2 separate regions of the Mus musculus genome follow, and region 1 is linked to region 2. Evidence: chromatin contacts called from public Hi-C data. All regions are on one chromosome and are shown on one strand. Each heading gives the region's core, a stretch centred on a gene start, on an enhancer-like site or on the middle of the called end of the contact. The rest is flanking DNA. Distances are from core to core; before and after follow the strand shown.

Evidence for each region. Hi-C and Micro-C count contacts between places; a contact is called where the count stands out from the background.
Region 1: a Hi-C map of liver shows a contact between it and region 2, with 2.0 times the contacts expected there. The contact joins two enhancer-like sites. A contact is called at or near these places in 1 of 15 datasets of contacts at CTCF or cohesin (large pre-B cells), 7 of 484 Hi-C or Micro-C datasets (the C10 cell line, the HPC-7 cell line, bone marrow-derived macrophages and 3 more), 17 of 115 datasets of contacts at active chromatin or transcription factors (the 230-238 cell line, the SCID.adh cell line, bone marrow-derived macrophages and 9 more) and 3 of 9 other capture datasets (adipose tissue, liver and pancreatic islet).

What each region holds. Positions count from the first base shown.
Region 1 is chr3:51,363,345-51,366,849 of GRCm38.p6, reverse strand. No RefSeq gene overlaps it. Among named protein-coding and RNA genes, the nearest start is that of n-TPagg5, 5.7 kb to the right of the region's middle. Within about 2 kb of position 1,514, at least 116 of the 459 cell types and tissues checked have an H3K27ac peak or open chromatin away from gene starts, as enhancers often do. A contact at or near this core is called in liver, where this site is marked.
Region 2 is chr3:51,251,543-51,255,177 of GRCm38.p6, reverse strand. It overlaps Elf2 (E74-like factor 2), which reads left to right. Exons shown (of 10, transcript NM_023502.2): 10 at 1-2,458. Noct (nocturnin) reads right to left here. Exons shown (of 3, transcript NM_009834.2): 3 at 3,524-3,635. Among named protein-coding and RNA genes, the nearest start is that of 4930577N17Rik, 23 kb to the left of the region's middle. Within about 2 kb of position 1,762, at least 13 of the 459 cell types and tissues checked have an H3K27ac peak or open chromatin away from gene starts, as enhancers often do. A contact at or near this core is called in liver, where this site is marked.

The sequences.
Region 1 (3,505 bases), core at 265-2,764, 110 kb before region 2:
CAGATAGGATACTCCCAACTCTCACAAGGAGAGAGGAAGAGGAGCATTCAGCACAGGAATACAGTAGCGTTCCTAGAGAGTGGTACAGTAGAGTTGAGAAGGAGAGTGGAGCAGCCTAGAGCGAGAGAAAGAGGAAGGAGGCAGTTTGTGGTGGTTTGAATACGCTTGGTCCAGGGAGTGACACTATTAAGAGATGTGGACTTTTTGGAGTAGGTGTGGCCTTGTTGAAGGAAGTGAGTCACTGTGGGGTAGGCTTTGAGACCATCCTCCTAGCTGCCTGGAGGCCAGTCTCCCCTGGTTGCCTTCTGGTCAAGATGCAGAACTCTCAGCTCCTTCTCTAGCACCATGCCTTCCTGCATGCTGCCGTAGTTCCTGCTATGATGATAGTGGACTGGACCTCTGAACCTGTAAGCCGGCCCCAATTAAATGTTTGCTTTTATAAGACTCGCCTTGGTCATGGTGTCTATTCACAGCAATGGAAACTCTAACTAAGACACAGTTTTACCAGGACAGTTGTACAGAGACAGGTAAAGACAGAGTGAGCCAGAAAATGAGAAGAAGCCATATTAGAACATTGCTACTGTTAGTTTGAGGCACAGCAGAGCAATTCAGAGACTGAGAGAGAAGACAGCTTGGAGAGAGAGGAGTTTGAGTCAGAAGAGCTAGATTGAACCAACCAGCCAGAGTTCAGAAGGAAGAAGAAAGGGTGTGCTTAGCCAGCAGCAAGTTTCGGAGGCTGAAAACATCCTAGGCCTACATAATATTGTATGGAGGGTAGAGGCTTCCAAGACTAGGCCCAGGTTAGCAGACTGGGGCATTAAGGCTTGGAGACAATGGACTTGCGGCAGTGTCCACACAGGTGAGCACCGACTTGTATCCTTACTGACATATACGGACCCTGTATAGTCTCTCCGTGTCTTAATTTGGAACATGCCTCACATTTATTGTTACCATGCAGAATAGCAGACTATTTCATGGGAATGTTGGTAGCTCTAGCTACTTTCCAGTGTGTGCCAAATCACTGTGGCCAGACTGTAGATAAGAGCCTCCAGTGATCTCTGGAGGCAGATGGCTTGTAGCTTGGTAAGGGCATCTGCTTCCCGATTTTCAAACCTCAACCAGCTATGGGCTGCCAGCCACATAGAAAACCACTGATTCCTGTTGAACTCTGTTACATATGTCCTCCAAGATCTGCTGCCCCACAGTGGTGGAAAGAGCATCCACCTGGTTCTTTTCCCATTGGGCCAGCCATAAAGTCAGACCTCCGAATACAGCCCCGCTACTGTCCATATGGATTGTCACAGGGTAAATCTCACTACCAGTGAAACTGGTACTTTCCACTCTGCTGTCTCTTATCTCAGTCCGCTGGCTACGCTTTCTCGCTTTCTTGCTTCCTTTCTCCAGCCACACGGTGTCAGTGTTCATTTGCATTTCGACCGCCACCCAGTCCCGTTTGGTGTCCTCCCCTTCTGCAGACAGATGGTGTCCCTCTTAGCACTTTATCTCTCCTAGCGCTTGGTTCACTTACCCGGGGGCGGCTTAGAAGCTTGAAAGAACACTGGTGCCAACACAGCCTGCACGGCCTTGGCGACGGGACTTGCAAACACCGCACCACATTGCTGTAAAAAGTGCGAGCCGCCTCTGGCAAGTTTGATTTCGCGCTACCGGAGAAAGAGACGTGGCCTTTATTTGGATATGCAGCTTTCGCTGTCACTGGGATGCTGGGCCCTTCCTGTTGGAATGCTCCACGTTCATCCAGCAGTTGCTGTTTTAGTACTGTGCGCCAGCTTCCTTCCCTTTCCATGGCTAGGACCCAAACGCTATTAGAACTGTTTGCTCAAGCTGTTTTTTTCCATAGTCCCCCGAACATCTGGTGACTTCTAACACAAAGGGACACGGCCATTAAGGTTATCTTGCAAGGACCTTAGCTTACTCAGGAGCCTCTTGAGCCATCTATCTATTTTAGCACTTACAGCACGTGGTACATTTTTACTAAGTTGTTGGGTGTGATATTGATACCCCTCTTACTGGAGTATAAGATCTAGAATTTCACAGAGGAGCTCGCCCTTGCCTTTTGTGGACTGACTGCCCATCCTGCTTCCCTGAGGTGCACACCGCGAAGTCTTTCAGAGACGTGTTGTGAAACTTTTTCACTTAGGGGAGAGAGCAGGAGGAGAAAGCAAGGTCTCCAGCCACCTTCCCTTGACAAATAGACAGTGTGGCAGGTAATTTTGCATGAGTGGTAGAGACTCCTTTGAATTTAAATAACCCCTGGGGATTCAGCAACTCAGAGAATACAAAAAGACGGAGGAGAAAAGAAGGTAGAAGAAGGAAAAGAAGGAAGAGGAGGAGAAAGAAGGAAAAGAAGAAGGAAGAGGAGGAAGTAGAAGGAGGAAGAGGAGGAGGAGGAAGAAGAAGGTAGAAGAAGGAAAAGAAGGAAGAGGAGGAGGAAGAAGGAAAAGAAGAAGGAAGAGGAGGAAGTAGAAGGAGGAAGAGGAGGAGGAGGAAGAAGGTAGAAGAAGGAAAAGAAGGAAGAGGAGGAGGAAGAAGGAAAAGAAGAAGGAAGAGAAGGAAGTAGAAGGAGGAAGAGGAGGAGGAGGAAGAAGAAAGAAAAGAGAAAGAAGGAAAATAGGTGTGTTCGCAAGTTCCAACACCACATGGAGAGATGCCATTACTTGTATCTGTTGTTCTGGCATAAGAGCCGTGCTGGGCACAGTGGCATAGACATGGTAACTACCTTACTTAGTAGTGCTGGCCACAGCGGTGTAGATGGGGTCGACCTTACTTAGCTCTCTTCATCTGAAGTCTTTTATAGGAGCTGTCTGGCATCTTCACAGGCCACACACCAAGCTGAAGAAAGAAAGGCCTTCGGGTTGAGCAAATAACCTCTAATCTTTCTAGCTCCTTTAAAGTTGCTGTAATTTCAGCATAGACTTCCAGGTAGTCAGTACAATTTGATATTTATAGGTCGACTCAGAGCCGGAACTTTCTAGGTTCCCAGGGGGCCACTCACAAACGGCGGTCTTGACATTTTGCACTCTCAGGTGAAATTCTGCAATGGCGGCGTGCAGGGTGAGCACCAGCAGTGTGTCCACCCCCAGTAGATTCTCCTGCTGAGAAGAAGTTCACTCAGGGTTTACCCTTGGAGAGAGACAATTGCTATCACTGCGACTTACTGTGTAAACTTATGCCAACTTGACACACAGGATAGAGTTATCTGAAGGAGGGAAATGAGAAAAATGCCTCCATATGACCCAGATGTAAGCTATTCTCTCTCTCTCTCTCTCTCTCTCTCTCTCTCTCTCTCTCTCTCTCTCTCTTTCTCTCTTTCTCTCTCTCGGTTTTTTAAGACAGGGTTTCTCTGTATAGCCCTGGCTGTCCTGGAACTCACTCTGTAGACCAGGCTGGCCTCGAACTCAGAAATCTGCCTGCCTCTGCCTCCCGAGTGCTGGGATTAAAGGTGTGTGCCACCACGCCCGGCTCTCTCTCTCTTTTTTAATGATGT
Region 2 (3,635 bases), core at 513-3,012:
CAGGCTGTCGTTTCAGTCAGGCCACAGAAGTCTGGTGTTTTCTTAATGACTGCCTGAAGAAATGCTACTCCGGTTTCGTCTTTGTCCCATTATAGAAATATTTGACAACTCTCTGCACATTCCCACTTCCTTTATAACTATAACCACATAAGAAATACAGGTCAGGAAATTGGCCAATCATAATGGACCTATACATGTGAAACACTTTCAGCACTAGTGGTAGCGGCGTGCCTGGCATGTGCAGGCCCCTGGGTCTGGCCTGGCCCCTGGGTCTGGCCTAGCACCTCCCAGGTACTGAGTTGCTTCCGTTCAGTTTGTTTCCCGTCACACCTTTTATGGGTAGAGAGCTGTGGCCTGGCCTGTACAGGTGACTGTACAGGTGAAGACTGAAGGACCAGAGTCACAAATTTAAGTGTCACACAGTTATAGTTAGGTCCTCCTGTACATGGTAGACGTCTATCTTTTTAGAAATGTAGATGAACCACTGAATATTTTTGGCCTTTGTATCTTTAACATGCTATTTATAGCAGCAAAGATTTTTACCTTTTCTAGCCTTTTTTAAAAAAACTAACCTGATTTTAAAAATTCTGTGTATGGGTGTTTTGTCTGCGTGGCTGTGTACACTTGTGTACTGGTGCCTGAGGAGGCTGGAGAGAGGTCAGGTCACTAGATGGTTGGGAGCTGTGCTTGGCGTTTTGAACCTGCTCTTCTGAAAGTGCGGTCACCACTCCACTGCTAAACCGTCTCTCCAGGTCTCATTCCACAAGCTTAGGTAACGATACTTTAAAAAACTAGGTTGATTTGATTACTACTTTTGGAGTTACCCTCAAAATTTACCTCTTAAATACTTCATCTCTCAAAATTGAGTATTGTCAAGTATTGAGGATTGTCTTTTGGTCAAGTCCCTAAAACTCCTTTGCAAAGGTCCATGCTCTCTCTGCGTCCTGAGCCACGCAGAACATACACAGACTTTGGTTAACAGCTAAAGGTGCTAACTTTTAAGCAGATACTTTCTTCTGCATTCAGCTGATTAGAACTCTCTTCTAAAAGCAACAGAAAAAGTTTTCAGGTAAACATATAAAATCTAGATTTGCAAATGTAACTCCAGCTTTCGGACTTCAACCCCCTGAATGATAAGTCAATATAATGTTTCCATCTTGTGTCCAGCATTTTTGGAGAAAAGCCACAAAACCATGGCTTGATGCATTTCCAGCCTCTCCAGGCCTTTGCACTGTGATGAACGGTCTGTGTTTACTCCTTAGGTGACTTTTCAGCATTCTCTCCAGATGGCCGTGTACAGCTTCAGAGACCCCAGGCTGGACCCTTTGCTACAGAGGATCTCACTTCAGCAACCATCCTTGTGTCTCGGAAAGAGGTGCCTCCTACCCATCAGAGTGTCTCTTTCCCTGGCCCAGTAGTTAACAGTCATTCAGTATTTTCTACCAGGCCACTTTTTTCCTCAATGGGAAGCCAACCTGCAGTGCTCATTGAAGGTCACCAGTGGCCTAGCTTACAAACACAATTCTGAAAATGTTTTCAAAGTTAGAGCGTGTACATGCATGAAGGTCAAGGTTCAGAAGTCAGTTCTTCTCCTGTCATGAGACTCAGTCACAAGCACCTTTACCTAGTCTTCTCAAACATTCCACACGACATTTTTACACCTAATTTACTTTGATGTGCCTGCAGATGTTGTGTACGAGGTGCTCATGGAGGCCAGGAGAGTTGGCGCTCCTGAAACTGGAGTTAAACTTGGAGCTGCCATGTAGGCGCTGGGAACCAAACAAACCCGAGACCTCTGCAGGAGCAGCCCTAACCCATGAGCCGTGTCTCCACCCACTTACCTTCACCCTCGCCTCCCCATCAAATCTTGTGCCTTAGTTTTGCTTCCCAAAGTTAACTTGGCTTCCCATGACATGCCTCTGGCTTATTCTCAGCCTAAATGGCTCTCCTCCGGTCTGGCTTGACTTCCAACCAAGGTTTTCTCTGTAGGGCTTACCAGTGTAGAAGGGATGGGAGGAGTTAGTGCGCGTGCACAAGCAGGCTCTACTGAATGTTTTATTAAAGGGATTCCGTCGTGAAGGCTGTTCTTCAGATAGGTGCCCATGCTTTTTCCTTACCAAACCTCAGACCAGACTAGATTTTGACTCTTACTGGCTCACTTTATCTAATTGCCACATCACACCTCTTCCCAAGTGCTGCATTAAACTCATTCCCTGTAGTACAGTGCGTTACTTCTGCCAGGGACCTGTAAGATTATCTCAGACACATCATGCACATCTGGCCATTCTCCCAAGTCCTGTTGATGGTATGTTCTTGTGCGTGCCTGCCTCCACTCCTCTGGCTGTGTAGCCCAGGTTGTCAGAAAACACATCGTCTTTCTGCCTCAGACTCTAGAGTGCTGTGATTCCAGGAAGCTAGTGCGCCAAAAAGCCAAAATAAATAAAAGTGGATTTCATGACACCATTGTGATTTCTTTAAATTCAATAGCATCCTGCCCACTTGTCTCTTTGCTAGTGTCAAGACCTTTTTATCATTGAGACATATCCATGGCATCTCCACTCCCACCTCATCTTTACTTTTCTTACTGGGTGGGAGTTAAGCATCAGAACAAACAAATAATCCCATAGTAGGCATTGGAAACCTTACTTGGGTGGGGAATGTCTACTCTGAGGCTGGGGACTGGCATGTTGGGAAGGGGAGCTAGAAAAGCACCAAGTCTGGGCTTGGAGAATCAGGCTGGGCAGAGCTGGGCGTGGAGGCTCACACTGCCATCCTAGCCCTGGGACACTGAGGCAGGAGCACTGCTGCAAATTTGAGGTCATCTTGGGCTACATAGCACTAGGCCAGCCTGGGCTACAAAGTGTATCATTTAAAAAAAAAAAAGGTTAAACAAGGAGGATAAAGCCAACATGCCAAAGATGATAAGGGGCAAGAAACAAAGACATTACTAATGGCTGAGCCACTGACTGCAAATCTCTGTTGAACAGCCATCTCTTTCTTATTTTGGCTTTCAAATATCCTAGGCTGGCCTTGAACTTGCTTTGTGGTTGAGAATGGCCATGAACTCCGGACCACCCTGCCTCTACACTCCCAGGACACTACCATGTCCTGCTAGTAGTTGTTTTTCCTGGTGCTGACCACTGAGCTATCTCCGCTCCACATGGCCTTGAACTATTCAGTTACTCCAAGTCCTCTGATGCTGTAACTTGATTGTGTCCCCCCATAACTGAGTCAGGCCTTGTGGTAAAGTACTGTTGGCCCCTGGTGAGCGAGTGAGTGCATCAGGCCCACAAACATCTCAAGTGCTCTAGTACATTGGGGAGACTAGCTTGACCTTGACCTGGGGGTGGAATGCAGGGGTAAGCCATTTTGGAGGGAGGGCTCCATCCTTGGGACCAAGACACCCAGAAGCTAGAATGTGTAGTTACTTCTGTTAACTGTCAAGATGAAAATTTAGTGTACTAATGGATAGTGTGTAACACCATATAGTATTACAAGATCCAAACAAACTCCCAGATTCCTTTTAGACCAAAGAGACAAGATATTAAAAGCACTCTTTGTAAGTCCATTTATTAACCTTAAGTAATATTTAGAACTCATACATTAAGATATTTACCATTTTACCACTGGAAGGA